Linked DNA regions of Rattus norvegicus: region 2 is linked to region 1. A link is a contact called in public Hi-C data. All regions are on one chromosome and are shown on one strand. Each heading gives the region's core, a stretch centred on a gene start, on an enhancer-like site or on the middle of the called end of the contact. The rest is flanking DNA. Distances are from core to core; before and after follow the strand shown. Region 1 holds the start of Zbp1 (Z-DNA binding protein 1). Region 2 has its middle 120 kb from the start of Cimip1.

The links. Hi-C and Micro-C count contacts between places; a contact is called where the count stands out from the background.
Region 2: a Hi-C map of liver shows a contact between it and region 1, with 2.8 times the contacts expected there. The contact joins the enhancer-like site here to the promoter of Zbp1 in region 1. A contact is called at or near these places in 2 of 12 Hi-C or Micro-C datasets (liver and mammary epithelial cells).

What each region holds. Positions count from the first base shown.
Region 1 is chr3:182,419,228-182,424,161 of GRCr8, reverse strand. Zbp1 (Z-DNA binding protein 1) reads left to right here and starts at 2,145. Exons shown (of 8, transcript NM_133564.1): 1 at 2,145-2,178; 2 at 3,796-4,035. The coding sequence starts at 2,145.
Region 2 is chr3:182,615,401-182,620,334 of GRCr8, reverse strand. No RefSeq gene overlaps it. Among named protein-coding and RNA genes, the nearest start is that of Cimip1, 120 kb to the left of the region's middle. Within about 2 kb of position 2,819, at least 14 of the 93 cell types and tissues checked have an H3K27ac peak or open chromatin away from gene starts, as enhancers often do. A contact at or near this core is called in liver, where this site is marked.

The DNA of each region.
Region 1 (4,934 bases), core at 896-3,395:
CAGCTTCTTGATATATGGGGCCCAGGACAATGAGCCTAGGAATGGTGCTGCCCACAGTGGTCCGTGTTCTCTCGAATCAGTCAGCAATCACGATATTCTCTCATGGTGTGTTCACAACCGATCCACTCTGGGCAATCCTCAGTTGACAGATGAAGCTACCCACCCCTTCCCTCATCCCCATCCCCATCCCCAACCTTTACTCCTCCTTCCTTTGAGGAGTGCACTCGTGATAGGTAGAATTCCAGCAACCTTTCTAAAACTCAAGGCAAACCCACAAACAGGCTATAAATGGCAGAGCGACAGGATAAAAAGAACCTGGGTGACTGACAGCACCAAGTCTGGGGTACCTGCCAACCATTTGCAAGCAAGAGCAACAACAAAAACAATAACAAAAAGGCACATCTGCACCGTCTAGTCTACGGCCACAGGTGCTGACGGTAGGCCCAATGTTGAAAATTAGCTTGGAATCTTTTCTTTTCTTTTTTCTTTTTTTAAGAAAAAATTTTTTGAAAAACAAATTATGATTTATTTATTGGGGCTGGAGAGATAGTTCAGAGGTTAAGAGCACTGAATCCTCTTCCAGAGGCCCTGAGTTCAATTCCCAGCAACCACATGGTGGCTCACAACCATCTGTAATGGGATCTGATGCCCTCTTCTGGCCTGCAGGGTATATGCAGATAGAGCCCTCACATACCTAAAATCAATCAATAAATAAATCTTTCATAGTCTTAAGATTTATATATTATGTATAGAGTACTCTGCGGGTTGAGGGACATTTTTAGAGGGGTCGCCTAAGACCCTTGGAAAGCACAGATCTTTACATTACGTTACAGTTACATAACAGTAGCCAAATCCCAGTCAGGAAGTGTTGACGAAGGTAATTCCTATGGCTGGGGAATCACCACAGCGTGAGGAACTGTATTAAAAGGTTGCAGAGTTAGGACAGTTGAGAACCGCTGACCTAGGAGGCCCTGACTCCTTCCAGGTCTGCTAATGTAAGGAACAGAAGGGAAGACCTGTAAAGGATGCTCAAGAAAGAAGCGAGGAAAGCGGGCATGTCCTGAAGCCCGGTTAAGTCTGAAGCCACCTTGGCCAGGGATCAAGCAAGACCCCCTGGGCAACAGGCGGTTGGTGAGCAGGCACCACCTAGTGGTCAGTCTCCAAAATGACATCTCTAGGGAACTGGGGCAATGTCCCCCAACAGGCCAGGTTGAGAGCTTGTTTAAAAGCCACCTTATTTATTTTGGGTGCCACAGGCAGTGCAGTTTCTGTTTTCCTTGGCTGGTTCTGCAGGCACTGTTTTTCCTCCCTGGAAGTCATAAAAAGCACTTGGAAATGTTAAAGTTTTCCCAAGCTGTGCGGATCTGGCCTGATGGTGGCCTGCCTGGTGACCTTTTCAGGCTCCGAGAGGTAAAGCTGACTGGGGACCTGCTGCCAGCTGCTTGCTTTGCAGACATCACCTCCTTCTGGTCTCCATTGACTGTTCCTGTCCCGCCCTGTGCACCAGGGACCTGCACACCAGACAGGTCCCCCCACCCTGTAGCTGGGACCCAGATTCAGGGATTATTATGGGCTGAGTGGTGAACACAAGGCCATCTCTGTGAGTCTCCATCCCCCTCTCCCGTAATATGGACAGAGAGGTGTCTGAACTGTTCTCGGGCCGCTGAGAATTTATGAAAGTGAAAGGAGTCTGTCTCTTCTTCTAAAACATATGTGGGTAGACAGTACTAGACCAGGCAGGAGAGGCACCGTGGGTGCCTTTTCCTAGATCACCATCTTCCTCCTCACAGGGCTTTCAGAGTCCTCTTCAGGTCTCACTCTTCCCGTGGGCAGTCCCACCCCAGAGGCCAAGACCCCGCTCTTTTCTGTCACATGGTCTGTCCAACTCCAGCTTCCTCATCCACCCTGATTTTGACAATTCTTTCATTCGAGAATCACACCAAAGTTTCATTTTCTGTTTCTTCAGAAAGCCAGAGGGCGGGGAAGGGGTGCAGCCAGATGGGTATTAGTTTCCGGGGTGGTAACAGCTGGTGTCTGCAGGTCCAAACAAGCATTCTTTCTTGTGGACTCAGAGCCCCAGGCCTGGCCACAGTGCTGGGACCTGCCACCCCCACCCCTAAAAGTGCCCCACGGCTGCTGGGAGCATGGCGGAGGCTTCTGTGGACCTGGGCACGGGAGGTAAGTTAAACTCTTCCTTCACCACCTTTGGGTCCTGGGTGAAGTTTCTACGGCTCCTGGCTGTTTCCTTAGCCCAGACGGCAGCAGGACTCTGAGGTCACCACAGAGAAGTCAGCTTGCTTCAGGGATCCTGTGCCCCAGATCCTTCATGTCCTCTTACCTCATAGATGAGGTCACCAAGGCCTGTGACAGGCCTGGGGCTCTGAACTGTCATCTCGAGAGAGGACTTTGCTTTGATAGGAAGATGTGACTTTGATTTTGTAGTCAAGCTTTTCTCCTGCCCTAGTCAAATCCTTGCTGCAATCATGTAGTCCATCTAGGGGCTTCTGGGCTATGGGAGGCTACGGGGTGCAGGGCTGTGTGAGGCTGCGATGCTGTGGACAGGATTTAATTTACTGCTTGTCTAGGTCCTTCTGGGTTATCCTTTCTTATTTCAGACCTGGAAACATACTAGAAGTTGCTGCTCATAAGCTATCAGGGAGGGGCCAGGCCAGGTGCCAGTTTCTTTCCTGGGCAAAGAAGACCAGGAACTAAAACTCGCCTGACTCCTGTAGTTTCCTAACACTACTAACCTGTCCAGCCTTACCAACTCCAGTCTTCTGCTTCCTAACGTCCCGCTTTCAGACCCTGCAACCAGTCCTTCAAGCCCACCCTTTGGGGAAGGCTTTGCCTCTCTTGTGTGTCTTTAGGGGTCAGTGGGGGAGGGGAGGGGAGGGGAGCCTGCTACACGACACACTCCCCAGCAAAGGTTTCTCAAGGCAAGGCAAAGCCAACCCAGGAATAGAGATGCTAAGTCCTCTAATTCCAGCACTGCAGTGGGGGTGGATCTGGGGCTGAAGCAGGAGGATTGCTGTGAATTTCAAGCTAGCCTGAGCTATATGGTAAGACTTTGTCAGGAGAGGAAAGAAAGAAAGTTAAAGGCAGACACACGGACAAGCAGACGAACCTGCTGAAAGGAGCATGAGGTGGGACTTGGGGGACCCTCGGGGTTAGGCACAGAGGAGGCTGGTTGGCTAGCAGAGGCCCATCGAAGCTCCCGGTGGAGGGATCTGGGGGCAAGCTTTCTGGAGTTGGTGGCCATCTGGAAGATGGCTTCAAGGCCCAGGTAAAAGAACTGAGCTGGGTTTTCCGGGGCTCCTGCTCTATCAGGCATGGGAGGAGAGACCCATTTCTCTTATCTGCTGGACTCCTGACCTGGGAACACCCACACCATAGATGTGGGTGCTGAGCTGGAGAGAAAGGGAGTCCCTGGCCGGGCTGGGAGAGACATCAAGACACCACGGAGGGACTTCAGGGCCAGACTTGGTTTCACACCTCTCCCTCTTGCTCCATCGTCTGAGGGCTGAGGGTTCCTACCTGCTTGACTTCCACATAGTACACAGGGCAGGCTGCATATGACTTTACCACTCCAGACATCTATCTGTGGAGCCAGCGTTCACCTGACTGACACCCTCGCCTCCGACTGGTATCCTCGCTTACTGTCTGCTTGGCCCAGGTCACGGGTGCCTTCTCTGCTCTAGGGTCTCTCCGGAGATCCCTCCTGTGCCCGGAAGCTTGGATGCAGGGTGTCCCCGGGGACTAGGCTTGACTCAGTTCTTCTCTGTGTTCCTCCCCGAGACAACCTGGAGCAGAAGATCCTGCAGGTGTTGAGTGATGCTGGTAGTCCTGTGCAGATCGACCAGCTGTTGAAGAAGTTACAAGTGCCCAAGAAAATCCTCAACCAAGTCCTTTACCGCCTGAAGAAAGAGGGCCGAGTGTCCTCGCCGGCGCCAGCGACGTGGTCCTTAGGTGGAGATGGGGCTTCCGGAGATGGGGCTCCCGAGATCCCTGAGGACTCCGCTGCCCAGCCTAGCCTTGGTAATCTGTCACGTCGGCAGAGCAGAAGCCCCTCCCCCCACCACCACATACACCCCTTAAGAGCCATCTTGTCATAGGCAAGCCCAGATTCAGGCTTGGCTTCAAATCTGAGCTCGGCCATCCCCTCTCTGTCTCTGGATTTCTCCCGGCCAATGGAGCTAATGTTGAGCCTAGGGCTTAGCCATAGAAGGCTTGCAGTAGACAACAGCAGGGTCAAAGACACAACCCAGGCAATAGTCACAGCGAGAGTGAGGGCTGACGGTAAGTAAGGATTCACTCAGAGCCTTCGGGTGACTTTGAGAGCCACGGAGAAGAAAGGACCCACAGTTCCAAGTGCTGACACTGCCCCCGCCCCCCCCCCCCCCACACCAGAGCCATCTTGCCTTCATTCAACCCTCAGACAGAGACAGGAAAGGAAGCAGCCTCAACCTTCAACAGACAGCATCCATGACCCAAGCAGATCGGAAGCCCTGGGACCCAGCCTAATGTGCTGTCCCCCAGCTCTCCGGAGAAACTATTCTGTTTTTAATGGAGCAGGGCATCTCCTGTCTTCAACTGACACATCCTTCTTCCAGTCCCAAGACCCTAATGAGATGTGGGTGCAGCTCCAGAGAGTCCTGGCCTGCATCTCGGTGCATGCTGGAGGCCTCCCCAGACCCCTGAAGCTCCATGGGAGTGTCAGAGGCCAGACTCACTGTTAGAAGAGAGAGGTTCTAAATGGTGAGATGTGGGCTCTGACACCCCTGCGTCAGTCTGCGCCAGTCTCTAGGGTGAGAGCCTCATCCGCTTGGTCTCCAGAGGACCACTGTCCCCAAGATGACCCAATATGTGCTTCTGACAGACCCTCGCCATGTCCCTGGGCTTCACGAGTATCCCAGGCCACAGGCAGTAGGTGGTGG
Region 2 (4,934 bases), core at 1,570-4,069, 200 kb before region 1:
GACCATTCCCTGAAGTTCAGTTTTAGGCACTGTATGTTTTTATTTGCCATTCGGCTTCTGTGCCACATGGCTTGGAGGGGGTGGGTAGCTGGGCTTCAAGCATCCCTGCCTGACCACATGAGGATTGGGCAGAGTTGGTTACGATGATCCTGATGCAGTTGCTTGCAGCTCCAAGTCCGTTTCTGCTGCTCCCAGGTCTGCTGCCCCCCCAAAACCCTTCTGTTGTTGTATGCTGTGGGAGACAGAGGGCCACAGAGGGGCAGAGACCCACCCAGAGTCACGGATCCCTAAAGCTCGTTCCGCTACCCCACAAGATGTATCTCTTACAACTGAGACACACAAGGTCCCCGTGGCCCCTAATCTTCCCCCAGCCTGAGATAGACCACTCCTTCCCCCTACCTAGCTCAGACTTCCGTCCTTCCACCTCAAATCTGGGGTTTGTGTCAGCATCGCCACCCCTGATCAGTTCCTAGGGAGACCCTGTGCCTTCTGTAGTCGTGAGCCTGGAGTTGGCTCGTGAAACAATGATCCAGGTCTCCCCAGCATCTCCAGGGAGCTTTCTGGGCTTCTCACTTTTGGCTGCATCCCCTACCTTAACCACCGTCCCTTGTCATCTCCAGAGGCCAAGAGACTTAATGGTGGTCATATGGTCCCCATGGACAGGATTGTCTGAATCACTTGGTGCCCTCGTGTTTCATGGACAGAGAGTGGCTTGGCCCTGCCCACACCTCCCCTCAGAGCAAGCAGCTTTGCAGGCCCGAGCCCCCCAGTCTGATTTTGCCCTTTCATTCTGTGTGGCTGGCCTTAATGGGAGTCAGAGGGTTTGCCAGCTTCTAGCCGTTTCTGGAGAAGTTCCAAAAGTCACTCCGCAGAACTCAAACATCAGATGTGTGCTCAATCATTGGTTGTGGCTTTGCCCTGGATCTGTAAAGCCTTGTTCCAAATCGAAGATAAGCCAGTCTAGGGCTGGGAGGTGATTGCTGCATCAAGCATGTGGACCAGAGTTCAGATCCCCAGCACCCACGTAAAAAGCCCAGGGCAACAGTGCACATCTGTCATCTTTGTGCTGGGGTGGGGTATGGGGTGGGGCAAGATAGCAGATTCGGTGAGGCTCGGCTTCCCAGTCTAACCTAGTTAGTCTAGTCTCAAAGACCAAGATGAAGGGACAACTCCTGAGGACAGTTCTTGAGGCTGATGTCTGGTCTCTAAATGTGCATGCATGTGCGTACAACCATACCCACACCTGCACACACATAGCCGAGAACCAGAAAGCACACCTATACATGTACTGCACAAACACACACCCTACACACATGCGTACATGCATATCCCACACACAGACATACAAACTATATACACACACATGCATATATATACATATACATACATACATAAAACACACTACATACAGACAGACAGACACACTGCGTACATGCACACCCCATACACAGAGACACACATGGACACACACCCTACACACATGCACAGCCCTGAGCAGATACACAGACACATTCACGAACACTCCCTACACATGTACACCCTACACAGAGAGACACACAGACACCACACGCGCATGCGTGCTGGGTCTGTGGAGGTGGGAGCTTACTGTATATCTTCCGCTCCTACATCTCTGTCTAGCAGGAAATAGCAGGACTAAAACCCTCCCACCTGCCCCCTGACCAGCCACTTTCTCCAGGTGACGTCCCTTCACAACCTCTATCACCGCAAACTGCACCACAGAGAAGCAAGTTCACACATTCTTGAGCCTGTGGAGGGGTCTCAGACTCAAACTATAGTCCTTGGGGACAAAGAACCCGGGTTCACACCTCCAAATAAGGACACATGCACTTTCCAACTTACTAAAGGAGACTGCTCACCTACATCACACCTGCTGCGTCCCACCCAGGTCCCTGGTGCCCACCGTGTTGACTGTCTTTAAGGTTTTTCTTCTTAAGAGAGGGTTTAAGTATACGCCTCCAGTTGAAGCCAGGGTGAAGGCCTGCCTGAACCCACCTGGACATCAGAAAGCCCTGCTTCTCCTCTCCCAACCTCTTCAGCTCAAGGCAAAGGGACACTCGCAGTCTCAACTCTCCACACTCCTCTGTGGTGGCCTCAAAGATTTAGATAGATGTCATGGGCGTTTATGAGAAAGATTTTGCTCTCCTGTAAAAGGCCATGTTCTTGGCCTTCATATCAGGAAAACACTGGTAGCAGGCTTCCAGATCACGGGGCCACCAACAAGAAGTACTATGGAGATGAGAGCATCTGTCCTGCTGGTGTTGGCAACCCAGGCCCAGACAGACAGGCTCCAGGCTCTGTAATCTAAGAGAGCGGTGAGCTTCATGTGTTCAAGGCTCCAGTGCGAAGCTGGGGGTTCTGTTGCTTGTAGCCCCCAGGGCTCTCATGAACAGTAAGTTGCAATCTAGGCAATCCAGGTTCTGAGAAATGGACACCTTTGGCCCTCCGAAACTCGCCATATCAGGGTACACAGGACACAGGATGTGGCACTCATTTGTGTTACGGAGAGAGAGTACACTCACACCAGCAGTGGGTTTAAGACCTTAGCTCCCTGAGAGACAGGAAGTGAAGTCACACTCCGTTTACTCTGTGTCTTGACTCCTGTGGGGCCCAGTTCTTTCTACCTAGTGAGCCAGAGAAGCATATAGTCAGTGCTCCCAAGCCACTGAGACAGCTTCTCAAAGCTCAGGGTCAAACCCAGCAGGTCAGAACATGCCCAACAAGCTGTGGAGTGGTGTCATACAGCTGGCCTGGGTCCACACACTGAGCAGAAAGGCTGTGGAAGACAGCCAGTAGCAGCCTAGACTCTCTCTCTCATTGGTGGCCAGACCTTGTCTTCCCTAGGAGTCAGAGTCTTGCAGGCACTCTGAGCTTTGACCTAGCACTGAAATGTCCAGATCCCACGTGGCTTAGCTTGCAACACGGGACAGCTCAGCAGGCCTTCCAAATATGCTGTGCTGAGTGGCCGGCTACCTTGGTTACCCTGGACAGAGACTTTCAGGTGCGAGATGTTGCATAGGTAACCGGTCCCACGCTGTCCAAAGACTGCACCATGATATGCAAGGTGGGGCAAATAGCCCATGGCATCAGAAGTCAGTGCGCACTGGCAAAAGAATTGGCCCAGCACACACACCAATGAGAACAGCCAAACCTGGCCCAGCACACACACCAAGGACAGTTCCTCTGTTCACTCCAGACCTGGTCTGCAGCCTTGGCTATCTGAGGGACAATAGGAGTAGTAGTAGTAGTAGTAGAAGCAGCAGCAGCAGTAGTAGTAACAACAACAACAACAATAATAATGTATCACTTGCATAATATGTAAAGCCATTAAATGTGTGAATATTTTTATTATTATCATTATTCCGCCTCCCACCCACCTTAGTCTTATTCCTGCCCTGCAGGGCTAGAGAAAACAGGGTTCTCACTCCCCAGATGCAGCAGCAAAGACAAAGATGGGGACAGAATGAGGTCATAGGCTCTGGGCAACCTCCTGCGTTTGGGGACCTCCCCCTTCCTTCCAGTAGCCCTGAGCAGTTAATGACTCTCTCTCAGCTCCTTAACAGGGAGAAAAACCTGTGTGCTTCTCAGCTGAGTGCCCTTCATTAGTCTCATTTGTGCCTAAAGCGCAGCCCGGCCAGCCCATGTTAAGCAAAGAGGCCATTACCATAATGCCTTGTCCCTGTGGCCCCTGTCTCCTCCTAACTAGACAGGCGGGCAGGGGCATAATCACGTGCAGTTCCAGCCTCGGGCACACTGCCATCCCACAGGCTTTTATTCCCACCTCCCAGTGTGTCTGTGTTTTGAAGAAAATGACCCACATTTAGAATTTGGAAAGATTTAAATACTGCTCTGGTTCTGATAGCTCTTGAGCAACCCAGCCATGTGGCCTTGGAGCTTCTGACCCTGGGACAGTTAGCAGGGCCTGAGGACACATTGGCATCAGGTGCAGCAGGGTCAAGTAGGGTCGGCTGGTAGCAGCTCTGTGGCAGTCCCAATCCTATGTCTCAGCAGGAGCCTCTCAGGATCAGTTTGCATTATTTATTTACATATTTATTGTGGTGCTTGTGTGTGTGCGTGTGTGTGTGTGTGTGTGTGTGTCTGTGTGTGTGCATGGTTTGTATGTATGTGCATGGTGTGTGTGTATGTGCATGGTGTGTGTGTATGCATGGTGTGTGTGTGTGCATGCATGGTGTGTGTGTGTGTGCATGGTGTGTGTGTGTGCGTGCATGGTGTGTGTGTGCGTGCATGGTGTGTGTGTGTGTTTATGTGTATGGTGTGTGTGTGCATGCATGGTGTGTGTGTGTGTGCATGGTGTGTGTGTGCGTGTATGGTGTGTGTGTATGTGCATAGTGTGTGTGTGTGCATGGCATGTGTGCATGGAGTATAATGTGTATTCATGGTGTGTGTGTGCACGCATGGTGTGTGTGCATGTGCATGTGTATGTGCACAGTGTGTGTGAATGGTATGTGTGCATGGAGTATATGTGTATTCATGGTTTGTGTGTATGCATGGTGTGTGTGTGTGCATGGTGTGTGTGTATGTGTGTGTGTGCATGGTGTATGTGTATGCGCATGGTGTGTGTGAATGGAGTATATGTGTATTCATGGTGTGTGTGTGCATGGTATATGTGTATGTATTCATGGTGTGTGTGTATGTGCATGGTATGTGTGTGTGTGTGTTTATGTGCATGGTGTGTGTTTATGTGCATGGTGTCTGTATATGCATGGTGTGTGTGTATGTGCATGGTATGTGTGTATGTGCATGGTGCGTGTGTGTGCATGGTATGTGTGTATGTGCATGGTATGTGTGTATGTGCATGGTGTGTGTGTATGTATGTGTGTGCATGGTGTGTGTGTGTGTGGTGCGTGTGTGTGCATGGTATGTGTGTATGTGCATGGTGTGTGTGTATGTGCATG